Linked DNA regions of Mus musculus: region 1 is linked to region 2. Evidence: chromatin contacts called from public HiChIP or PLAC-seq data. All regions are on one chromosome and are shown on one strand. Each heading gives the region's core, a stretch centred on a gene start, on an enhancer-like site or on the middle of the called end of the contact. The rest is flanking DNA. Distances are from core to core; before and after follow the strand shown. Region 1 holds the start of 1110002E22Rik (RIKEN cDNA 1110002E22 gene). Region 2 overlaps Dapp1 (dual adaptor for phosphotyrosine and 3-phosphoinositides 1).

Region 1 (4,909 bases), core at 73-2,572, 100 kb before region 2:
AACATCTGGAATAAAGCAATGGTTATTAAGCCATAACTCAGGGTCATGGGAAAGAAAAAGAAATACCTTCCAAATCTTAGTTTCTTAATTAGTAAGTACAACTAACTAGGAACATTTTTAACATTTACGCACATATTAATGATTGAATTCTGGTAAGAACCACATGAATTAAGTACAATTACTATACTGATTTTATAGACGGGGAACCTGAGACACAGAGGTAGGGCATGATTCAAACCTAGGCAGTCCAGCTGGAGACCTTTACGGTTACGATAGGCAATCAAGGTGGGTCCCCACAGTCAAGGTGGGTCCCCACAAAACCATTCAGAGTTGTTACCCCGTCAACTATCAAATCTGCATGACCACAAATAATCTATGTAACTGGTTGAGGTTTGTTTGTTTGTTTTTATTTCAGATATTCAACCCGAGAACACTTTATGGACTTGGGGGGCTAAGGAACACGATTCTGTTAATAAAATGGATTAAATATAGTCCCCTTCTCTCAGGCAAGCAGACTTTTGAGCTCGCCATTTTTACTTTTCTTTGAGGCTGACCATGCCTTGGGCAGTAAGAAAGCCCTGGAGATAGTCCAAGACAGTGTGAGACACATGTGCTTCCTGGCTAATCAAGAGGCGAGAGTTTCTGTATAGTCCAAGGAAGAATCACTCTAGCGCTGTCATATGGCCCTGTCTGTCATCGCAACACAACAGATTTTTTTTCTTGAGTTTCTTCCTGTGGTTAGCAAAATATAAAACTGAAAGTTCTGACACACAGGGTATATGGTAATGTTCTCTCTCTCTCTCTCCCTCTCTCTCTCTCTCTCTCTCCCTCTTCCCCTTCTTCTTTCTTCCTTTCCTTTCCTTTCCTTTCCTTTTCTTGCTTGCTTTCTCCCTGTCTTCCTTCCTTTCTTCCTTCCTTCCTTCCTTCCTTCCTTTCTCTCTCTCTCTCTCTCTCCCTCTCTCTTCCTTCCTTCCTTCCTTCCTTTCTTTCTTTCTTTCTTTCTTTCTTTCTTTCTTCCTTTCTTTCTGTGTTTTCAAGGCTGGCCTCGAACTCAGATATCCACCTGCCTCGGCCTCCCCCAGTGCTAGGATTAAAGGTCCCAGACTACAACTGGTCACCATAATTTCTTAATACCCAAAGTTCCGCAAAACCTCCTGAGGTCTCCCCTCTCTGAGAACCCAGCCCTGGCCAAGCTCCCCACCTCCCCCCAACCCCCTCCCCCACAATCAGACACAGCCTGGTTCGGTTCTAACGTGGGTTCTTACCTTCAGAATAGGTGTGTGGCTCCTTCAAGGATTTCCAGCTAAACAATGCCAGTGTCGATATGGTGGTAGTGGGGGTTCCTTCATATAAAGTCAATTTCCAAAAGGTTTTTTTTTTTTTAAGTCAAACCAAAAATTCCCTTTGTGGTTTAAAATCAAATAAGCTGAAACACCATAGTAGGGCTGACTATTAAAAGAAAAGAAATGTATAAATAGAAAAACAGCAGCCAACTTTAGGGTAAAGAAGACAATTAAGGACTCCACACGGTTTCCCTTCTGGTGTTTTTCAGAGTTCTGGGTTAGTTTATGGTACCATGAAAAGGGGTGGTCTGAGATCTAGTGGAGTAGCTTGGAGTCATGGGTAGCTACCGTGTCCTTCATTCTTACAGGTGGGTAGCCACCGTGCCTTTTATTCTTACAGATGACTCTGATCACTTTTTTACAGATGAACTCAGTGGTTGCCTGCCTGACCTCAGGTGTTGAGCAATTGATGTGACTAATATTGCCAGTATTAACCCATGGTGAGCAGGCACGCGTGGTTAGACAGGCAAGGTATGCCCTGTTGATAACTTTATATGGGAACTCCAGGAGCAACAAAGGAAGTGACTCAGCGTTGTTACATTTCTCTCTGAGGAGAAAGTCTCTTAGCTTTCCTTGAAGGGTTTCTGAGATAGTTCAGTGTATGTAAAACCTTAACATGACTTAAGAAGTGAAGAACGAAGGCCAGACCACCCACCAGCTGATTAAAGGTCATGCTTATATTTTGGGTCTCCAAATCTGGCATAATAAGATAACTAAGTGTGCTATTCAAGAGAAGAAACCGTTCACAGAAGGCAAACCTTAGACTGGAAACGAAGAGATGTATTAGGTTAAACTTAACCTCAGAGTCAATGCCAAACCCTTGGCCAACCACAAACATTCTTAGTTTGTCTGGGGCACAGCAGGGAAGAGACAGTGGTGCTTTATATTGAGTTGAAGGTCTTTCCATAAAGATGTGTATCGCTCTCAGCACACACTTATGTGAAGAAGGCTTTTCTGGGGACCACTGCCTAAGACCTAGGACGTGGCTAGCACCTTTCCAAGCCTAGGGATGGACATGTGAAAGTTGGCATCTGAAAGAAGGTGCCCTATCATACTATTTAATGTACTAAAAGGTACGTGGTTATTGAAATAAGCCCTCCATAATCATATGACTAAAAAGTAGTTATTGTTTCCACTTTATGGACTGAAAAAAAAAAGCGAGGCTAAGTAAAAGCTTGTGCCTCTGTAGGGCTTTTCACCATTTTTCCCAATAATCAAATGCTGCAGCCCTGGTTAAAATTGGGTGTGAGGTGGACCCAACCAACCTTAAGTAGTTAATTGAGTACAAGTCTATGAGGTGTATGGGGGGGGGGGGTGTCACAGGACCATACCCATCGCAGGCTAATTAAGCTGTCTCATAGCCTTTAGCCAACTGCCCGCCTCCGGGACCAGCTGGTCCAAAGACATGGAGAAGCAGGATTAGGAGCCAGCTATCCCTGTGAAGGGGAAAACAGCATGTACGGTGGGAGGGCGAGCCCGGCATGGTGTCATGGGGCCACACACACTCTAGATGCAACCCCTTAGCTATGCCCTTAAAACTTGGAAGGACAGGAAGGGACAGTTCACCACCAGAAATAAACCCTTAGTAAGCAGCCCTTGAGCCTGCCCACAAGCTCAGATATGGAGTGGAGTGGTTGTTCACTTTGCGGCTTGAGCCAGGAGGCACGCATATCAGGGAACTCATCTTCTCTGGCTGCCGCCCTCCTCTTCTTCTTGTGGTTTGAACTCCTCTTGGGCCTTTTTCAACCCCTTTCTCTTCTGTTATTCCTCCACGTCCCTGATGTTTTATGTCCGGCAGTTGGGGCTGTCTGGCCTTCCTCGTGGGGGAGCTGTGGGGGTGTCAATGTTTTAGATATGACTATATAGAGAAAAATGGCCCTTGAGGACCACCCTCAGGTGGAATCTTTAACACAACTTAAAATAGACTTACTCTAAATCTGGGTCCATCTTATCTGTGGCCTGTCAGTCATCCTATTGTATGTTAAGAGAGAAGGGAGGCGGTGGCATGGGGTTTCCCAGTCTAGGGTAGCAGGACAGGGAAAATGTCTTCCTGGCCTTTCATAGGTTACTGTGGATTGTCCCAGGCCAGTTGGAAGCAGGATATGATTAACCAGCCAAGTCGGCTGCTGTGCAGTCACATAGGTTGCATATTTCTGTAATTTTAGGAAGGTGGTTTTGTGTTTTCTTTCTCTCTCTTAAGTCTTGGTGTTACATTTTAAGCCCCAAACTCTTCAGGTTTTTTGTTTGTTTGTTTGTTTTGATTCTGTCTACTTTGGAAAATGTGTGTTAGCTACAATATTACTTAGAATGACCATGTCATATCTCACCAACATGTATATTACATTATTACCAAAATACCTTATGTCTTAGTCCATTATTACCAAAATACCTTATGTCTTAGTCGCTGTTCTATTACCATAAAGAGACACCATGGTCAAGGCAACTCTTTAAAAGGAGAGCATTTAATCAGGGACTTGCTTAGAGTTACAGAGCCTTAGTTCGTAAGTATCATTATGGCACGTAGTGTGGCTGCAGCCATGTGTCCATGTGTGATTCTGGAGAAGCTGAGAGCTACATCCTGATCCCAAGGAAGAGAGAGAGAAAGAAAGAGAGAGAGAGAGACAGAGAGACAGAGAGACAGAGAGGCTGGGCCTGGTGTGAGCTTTTGAAACCTCAATCTCCACCTCAGTGACACAGTGCCTCCTATAAGGCCACACCTCCTAAACCAAATAGTCCCACTCTCTAGTGACTAAACATTCAACTCTACGAGCCTGTGGGGGCCATTCTTATTCAAGCCACCACACTTTATTTAAAAAATGGAATTGATTTACTGGCCATCTTTCTCATAATAATTTATACTCTCTTCAGGCAGGGTCATGTTTGACTTGTTTATTGTTTTTATTCCAACATTTCAGACAGTAAACGGTTTTACAAAAATAAACCTTTTCATTCTTTCTTCGTTAGGATCCTTCCCCTTCCACTCACGTATCTCTCCCTGCCTCCCAGAGAAGGGTCTGGCACATTTCAGGAACAAAATAAATCTTGTTAACCAGCAAATGACTCGAGAGTAGGGCCTTTGCACCCAGTGGTATGGTGTCAGTGGTTAAGAAGTGTATTTAAAATAAATGGAGGCAAACTGCCAAAATTATTTAAGGAGAATTTTACTAGCTGAAAAGAAAGAATGGTTTATAAATGAGACATTAAATGCTTCTTCGACATGTATGTAGTATTAATGCAGTTTAAAAATCCACATTCAAAGTTCTTAGAAATAAGACTCAAAAGTAACCAAAAAAAAAAAAAAATCACAATTTCCCTTTGCCTGCCTTCTTACTGCCTGAACAACAACAACCAATTGTTTAAGATAAACTAGAACTTTAAGTAGATTGTTATCACCACAAATTCGAAACCATATCCTAAATGTAAGAAAAAAATTAATCAACAGTTGAGTCAATCCAGAATAGATATCTTTAGGTTCTTTCCCTTTATCACACCAGCCTCTGCCTCCAACAAAATCCCATCTCTTGATCAGCCTGAATATCGTGTAGGTGCCTCCAAGTCAAGACATC
Region 2 (4,864 bases), core at 2,090-4,589:
CTCTCTCTCTCTCTCTCTCACACACACACACACACACACACACACACACAGACATACTTATGTATACATGCACCACACACATACACACACACACTTATATACACATACACCACACAGAGACACACACACACTCACGCACACATGCACACATGCATGCACTAAAAAATTATTTCTCATTCTATTCACTGCAGAAAAAAAATGTCAAAACCAAAGGAGACTGAAAATTATTTAACCCCAACTTGTCATTAGACACACGAAAACCGTGAAACCCAAAGGAGCAGGCTGTCTGTCTCGGCTCAATCAACAGTGAGACAGCGCTGACATCTGAATTCCTGGGCTGAGCCCCTTTTTGTGATTTCTTTCTTGCCTGGGAAAGGCAGAATGGTTTGTGACCGTGCAGTGTTCATAGTCACAGACTTAAATGGGTAATGTTCAATTTTAAATTCTTTCTATGGACTCCATCCCTTTCCCCCAGGTGGTGAGCTAATCTAGTCCCTCTGAGTTGCACCTATAAGGACACTCAGTGCATTTAGGGTTTCTCCTCCAATCCCCCATTGGCCCCATTTGTAGTCTTGAACCCTTGACACGCTGGCTTCTAGTAGCAAGCATCTAATGTTCCCGAATTCTTGTGGCCTTGGCTGGACATGCAGCAAAAGCTCTATGCTAATAATGACCCTGGGGGGGGGGGGCTATTGGATGACTGTGGCAGCACTTTCACAAACCCAGGAAGCCTTGCTCTCCCCTCTCTCCTTTCTGTTCCTGACCTCCTTGCACACTTGGGATGGTAGTCACTACATCCCAGATGCTGTTCCTCGCTCCTTTGCGTCTAGTTCAGCCATTTTGGTTTATTTGGGTTTGGGTTTTGTTATTAATTAAGTCTTCCTCTCCCCTTCCCTCTCCATCTTTCCCTCCCTCCATTTCCCCCCTCTCTTCCCCCCTCTTCTTTCTTCTTCGGTTTTGGGGTCCAAACTCAGGTTTTCATGCTTTCAAAGCATGTATTTTACCAACTACACTAGCTTCCCAATCTGGGAAATACTTTTACTCTCTTAGCTGTTTCTCAATCAGGGAGGAGGGGAGAGGAGAGAGGGAGAAGGAGGGGCAGTGGAAGGAAGGAAAGAAGGAAGGAAGGGAGGGAGGGAGGGAGGGAGGGAGGGAGGGAGGGAGGGAGGGAGGAAGGAAGGAAGGAAGGAAGGAAGGAAGGAAGGAAGGAAGGAAGGAAGGAAGGAAGGAAGGATGGATGGGAGAAGTCAGGTATAGTAGTGTATCTTTTCGATTCTGTTGCTATGGAAACAGGCACTGCTTACTGGCTAACCAGCCTAGTCTATTTGGTGAATTGTAAGCCAGAGATGGATACTGTCTGAGGAACAATAACCAAGACTGGCCTCTGGTCTCCACATGCACACAAAGATATACACATGCACTTGCACATATAAGCATGCCTGCACACATGTAAATGTTTATGCATGCACATACACAAACAAACACAAAAAGGTACTTCTCTAAACAACTGTTGACAGGCTTCAGTGAGCTCAAAAGCAAAGAGTTTAACATATTGTTTATCCTCTTCTTAGACATGGACCCTTCGGTATTCACTTTCTATGCTATATAACAAGTCACCAAAAATTTGTCATGGCTTAAAACAACACAAATTGACCGTGCCACTGTTCCTGCATACATTAAAATCCGGGCCTCTATTCAAATTCTGCCAGCCTGACTTAAAGATGTTTTCAGCAGCAGCTGGGGCTCTTGACAGAAACGCAGAACCCCTGCATCACTTCCTCCTTTCCTTACCTAGTTTGCTTGTCTTTCATTTCCCTGCTGTGGTAGCACCAGGGTCCCTGTTCCCCTAGCTGTCAATCAGGGAGGGAGCAGTGTCAACTGACAGATGCCACTGTGATCCGTGCTGTGTGGCCTGCATGCGTAATACACATGGCACGACTGTCTGCTGCCTTCCTGCCAGCCAGAGCACCTCTCTACCCTCTCCTGTGTCAGAGAGTTCCGTTCCACGGAGCTCACATGAAGAGGTCAGGCCCACAAGAGACTCTTCGTGTTTTTAAGGTGAACCAATTTGGAGACTTAACAATGCACTAAATCTCTTCACAACTCCATCTTGACTAGTTCTTACCTGGGTAATTGGAACAGTGCTATACATTGGAGTTGGGGTCGGAGCGTCTATGAGTTCTGCCTGGCATAACTTCCATTCTCTGGCAGTGAGTCTACATGCGTTTTTTAGAAGGAGAGATAGGTACAGAATAGGAAACAAATTAGGTAGCCAAAGGGAGAAAAATTATATCTAGTAACATTTGGAGTCACCCTGACAAGTCTTATTTATAAATTTTCTAAATAGGGCTAGGCAGTAATAGCTAAGTCTATGCAAGATAAAAATAACTGAGTTGAACTCCCAGAACCCATGTAGAAAACTAGGAATGTTGGTATGTGCTCATAATCCTGATGCTAGAAAGGAGAACACGGAGGTATCCCTGGGGCTCACTGGCCACACAGAACTTGCTGAATTGATGAACCCCAGGTTCAGTGAGAGTCCTTGCCAAAAAAAAAAAAAAATCCATGGAGAAGATTCCTGACAAATGATACCTGAGGTTAACCCCTGGCTTCCACAACCATGTGCATACATGTGCACGTGTGCTTATACACACATGTACCTGCACATGTGAGAACACAGGTACTTACACTGCGTGTCAGGTAGATCACAGATGGTAACTAAAGTTTTATCTACATGTGACTCATCTGAGCATAAGCTATTTATGAATAGACTGCATGTATTTCACCTTCATGAAAAATTAAAATAAATATCACTGGTTTTCATTACAAATACTTGGTAACATTTGGAGCAGGGGGAAGCTACCATCAGAGGTGACAGGATCCATAGGCCAGTTGTTTAGAGTTATGGTTATTTTTATTCATTTATTTGTCCATTTCCTTAATAATAGACCTTTGAAAGCGTGCATCTTGGACCAGCCATCGTAACTCGATGACCTTGTTGGGAAGAAGTCTAGTCTCATAGGGCCACTAAGACCCAAATCTTGCTACAAAGCAAAGTGTAGCAATCGCTTAAAAGAAGGCAAGTTTTTGAGCAAGAAATTAAAAGGCACTCAACATAAGGCAGAATTATCATGAGGTAGAAGTTTCAGGAAGACTCAAGGTTGTTTACCAATGGGAAGGGCCAATTGTAGGTAAGGAGCAAGGATGGAAAAAACTCTTCCTAGAGGAACAGCAGGTCCAGATGGACAGGGGCCCTGAAGCTGGCGCCCCAGATCAGCAACATCCACTGAGGTGAGAGTCTGTTAAAAACCTTCCACCTGCTGAGTCATCGTCTGGGCATGAGACCCAGCAACCTGGCTCTTCAGACCTTACTGTTGACTCTGATACATTCTGAAGTTGGGGTGTTGGCCACAGAGTGGGAGGTGAGACTAGGGAGAAGAGAAATGAACAAATGAAGTGAGCAGGAGAGATTTTATACAACGTTTTTCATCTTGAAGATGAAGTGGAAAATGACAGCCTTGGAAATGTGACACTCTATTCCGTAGATAATCATGCAGGCAGGCAAGGGAGAAGACTAGGGTCATGTGACTCACCGACAGAAGCAGGCTTCTGACTGATTCCCAGACTAGGGAGGAAGGCCAAGGACACACACGTCCTGCCTGTCACCTCTGTCTCTGAATTCATGGCCTTTATGGACGTTAATATTCAAGAACCTTTGCCGTCAGTGGAAGAGAAGGCAGGGGAACTGTCTCATGTCTTCAAGTAGAGTGAAAACCTGAGAGTATTCCCTGACAGAAGACACACGTGACAGCCTCTAAAGTGCTTGGCGATTTTGATGGCTGTGTGTTCCGCATCGTCAAAGGCTTATTTATGGTGATGCTAACACATTGCTATATTTACCTTCAAAAAGAATTGTCATTTGTTAAATAATATTCTTCTTTTCTTTCAGAGCCAAAGACTCTGTCAAACACTTTCATGTTGAATATACTGGGTACTCGTTTAAATTCGGCTTTAATGAGTATTCATCTCTAAAGGATTTTGTCAAGCATTTTGCAAATCAGCCTTTGATTGGAAGCGAGACAGGTAAGCTGTCTAAATACCTGGCTTATTAATATGGTTATTAATACATATTTCTGCATGAGGATCTGCTTGGAGTCTGGTGACTTCTGCTGGGGCTGAGAACATTGCATGGTGAGAGATAGGGAAGGAATACATCAAACACGGAGCCCTGGCCACAGCCACAAGCTCACCTGGAACTTGTGACCCTCTCGTCTCAGCCTCAGAAGCTCTGAATTATGGGATATGGGACATGAAAAGCTCACACAGACAGACAGAGCTTCATATAAGTTTGAGGCTACAGTCTGATCCACATAGTTAGTTCCATAGCTAGTCAGGTCTATATAGTGAGACCATAAATAAATAAATAAATAAATAAATAAATAAATAAATAAGACAGAGAGGGAGAGAGGGAAAGAGAGAATTTCTTTAGAATGTTCTCTTTTATAATACATAAAGAAAAGAAAACACAAGCCAATTCACAATCATTTCAGGCCTGACAGGAAACTCTGCTTGTAACACAAAACTGATAGGTTTAGAAACATCTCTGTGTGTGTGTGTGTGTGTGTGTGTGTGTGTGTGTGTGTGTGTGTGTGTAGGTGAGACCCTGAGAACTTAATCAGGAACATTTTCAAAGGTAAACTTCACACGAAATGCCCACAGCAACCAAGTGCTCAATATTGAAAATGTTGGCTAGAAGACATTTTTATGAGCAATAATAATAATAATAATAATAATAATAATAGTACCCTTAGTTTATTACAAAGTTTCACCCAGGCAGTGGTGGCGCATGCCTTTAATCCCAGCA

The links. HiChIP or PLAC-seq counts read pairs in DNA pulled down with a chosen protein or histone mark.
Region 1: an H3K27ac HiChIP or PLAC-seq map of heart atrium shows a contact between it and region 2, with 7 read pairs. The contact joins the promoter of 1110002E22Rik here to the enhancer-like site in region 2. A contact is called at or near these places in 3 of 39 promoter capture datasets (hippocampal neurons and liver), 1 of 15 datasets of contacts at CTCF or cohesin (the NIH/3T3 cell line), 3 of 115 datasets of contacts at active chromatin or transcription factors (CD8 T cells, astrocytes and heart atrium) and 2 of 9 other capture datasets (adipose tissue and pancreatic islet).

What each region holds. Positions count from the first base shown.
Region 1 is chr3:138,058,655-138,063,563 of GRCm38.p6, reverse strand. 1110002E22Rik (RIKEN cDNA 1110002E22 gene) reads right to left here and starts at 1,322. Exons shown (of 3, transcript NM_001370862.1): 1 at 1,266-1,322. The region is part of intron 1 of Gm5105 (predicted gene 5105); the gene reads left to right.
Region 2 is chr3:137,960,661-137,965,524 of GRCm38.p6, reverse strand. Dapp1 (dual adaptor for phosphotyrosine and 3-phosphoinositides 1) reads left to right here. Exons shown (of 9, transcript NM_011932.3): 3 at 3,950-4,083. All of the region lies in intron 2 of Gm19708 (a long non-coding RNA gene), which reads right to left. Among named protein-coding and RNA genes, the nearest start is that of Dapp1, 18 kb to the left of the region's middle. Within about 2 kb of position 3,339, at least 66 of the 459 cell types and tissues checked have an H3K27ac peak or open chromatin away from gene starts, as enhancers often do. A contact at or near this core is called in heart atrium and pancreatic islet, where this site is marked.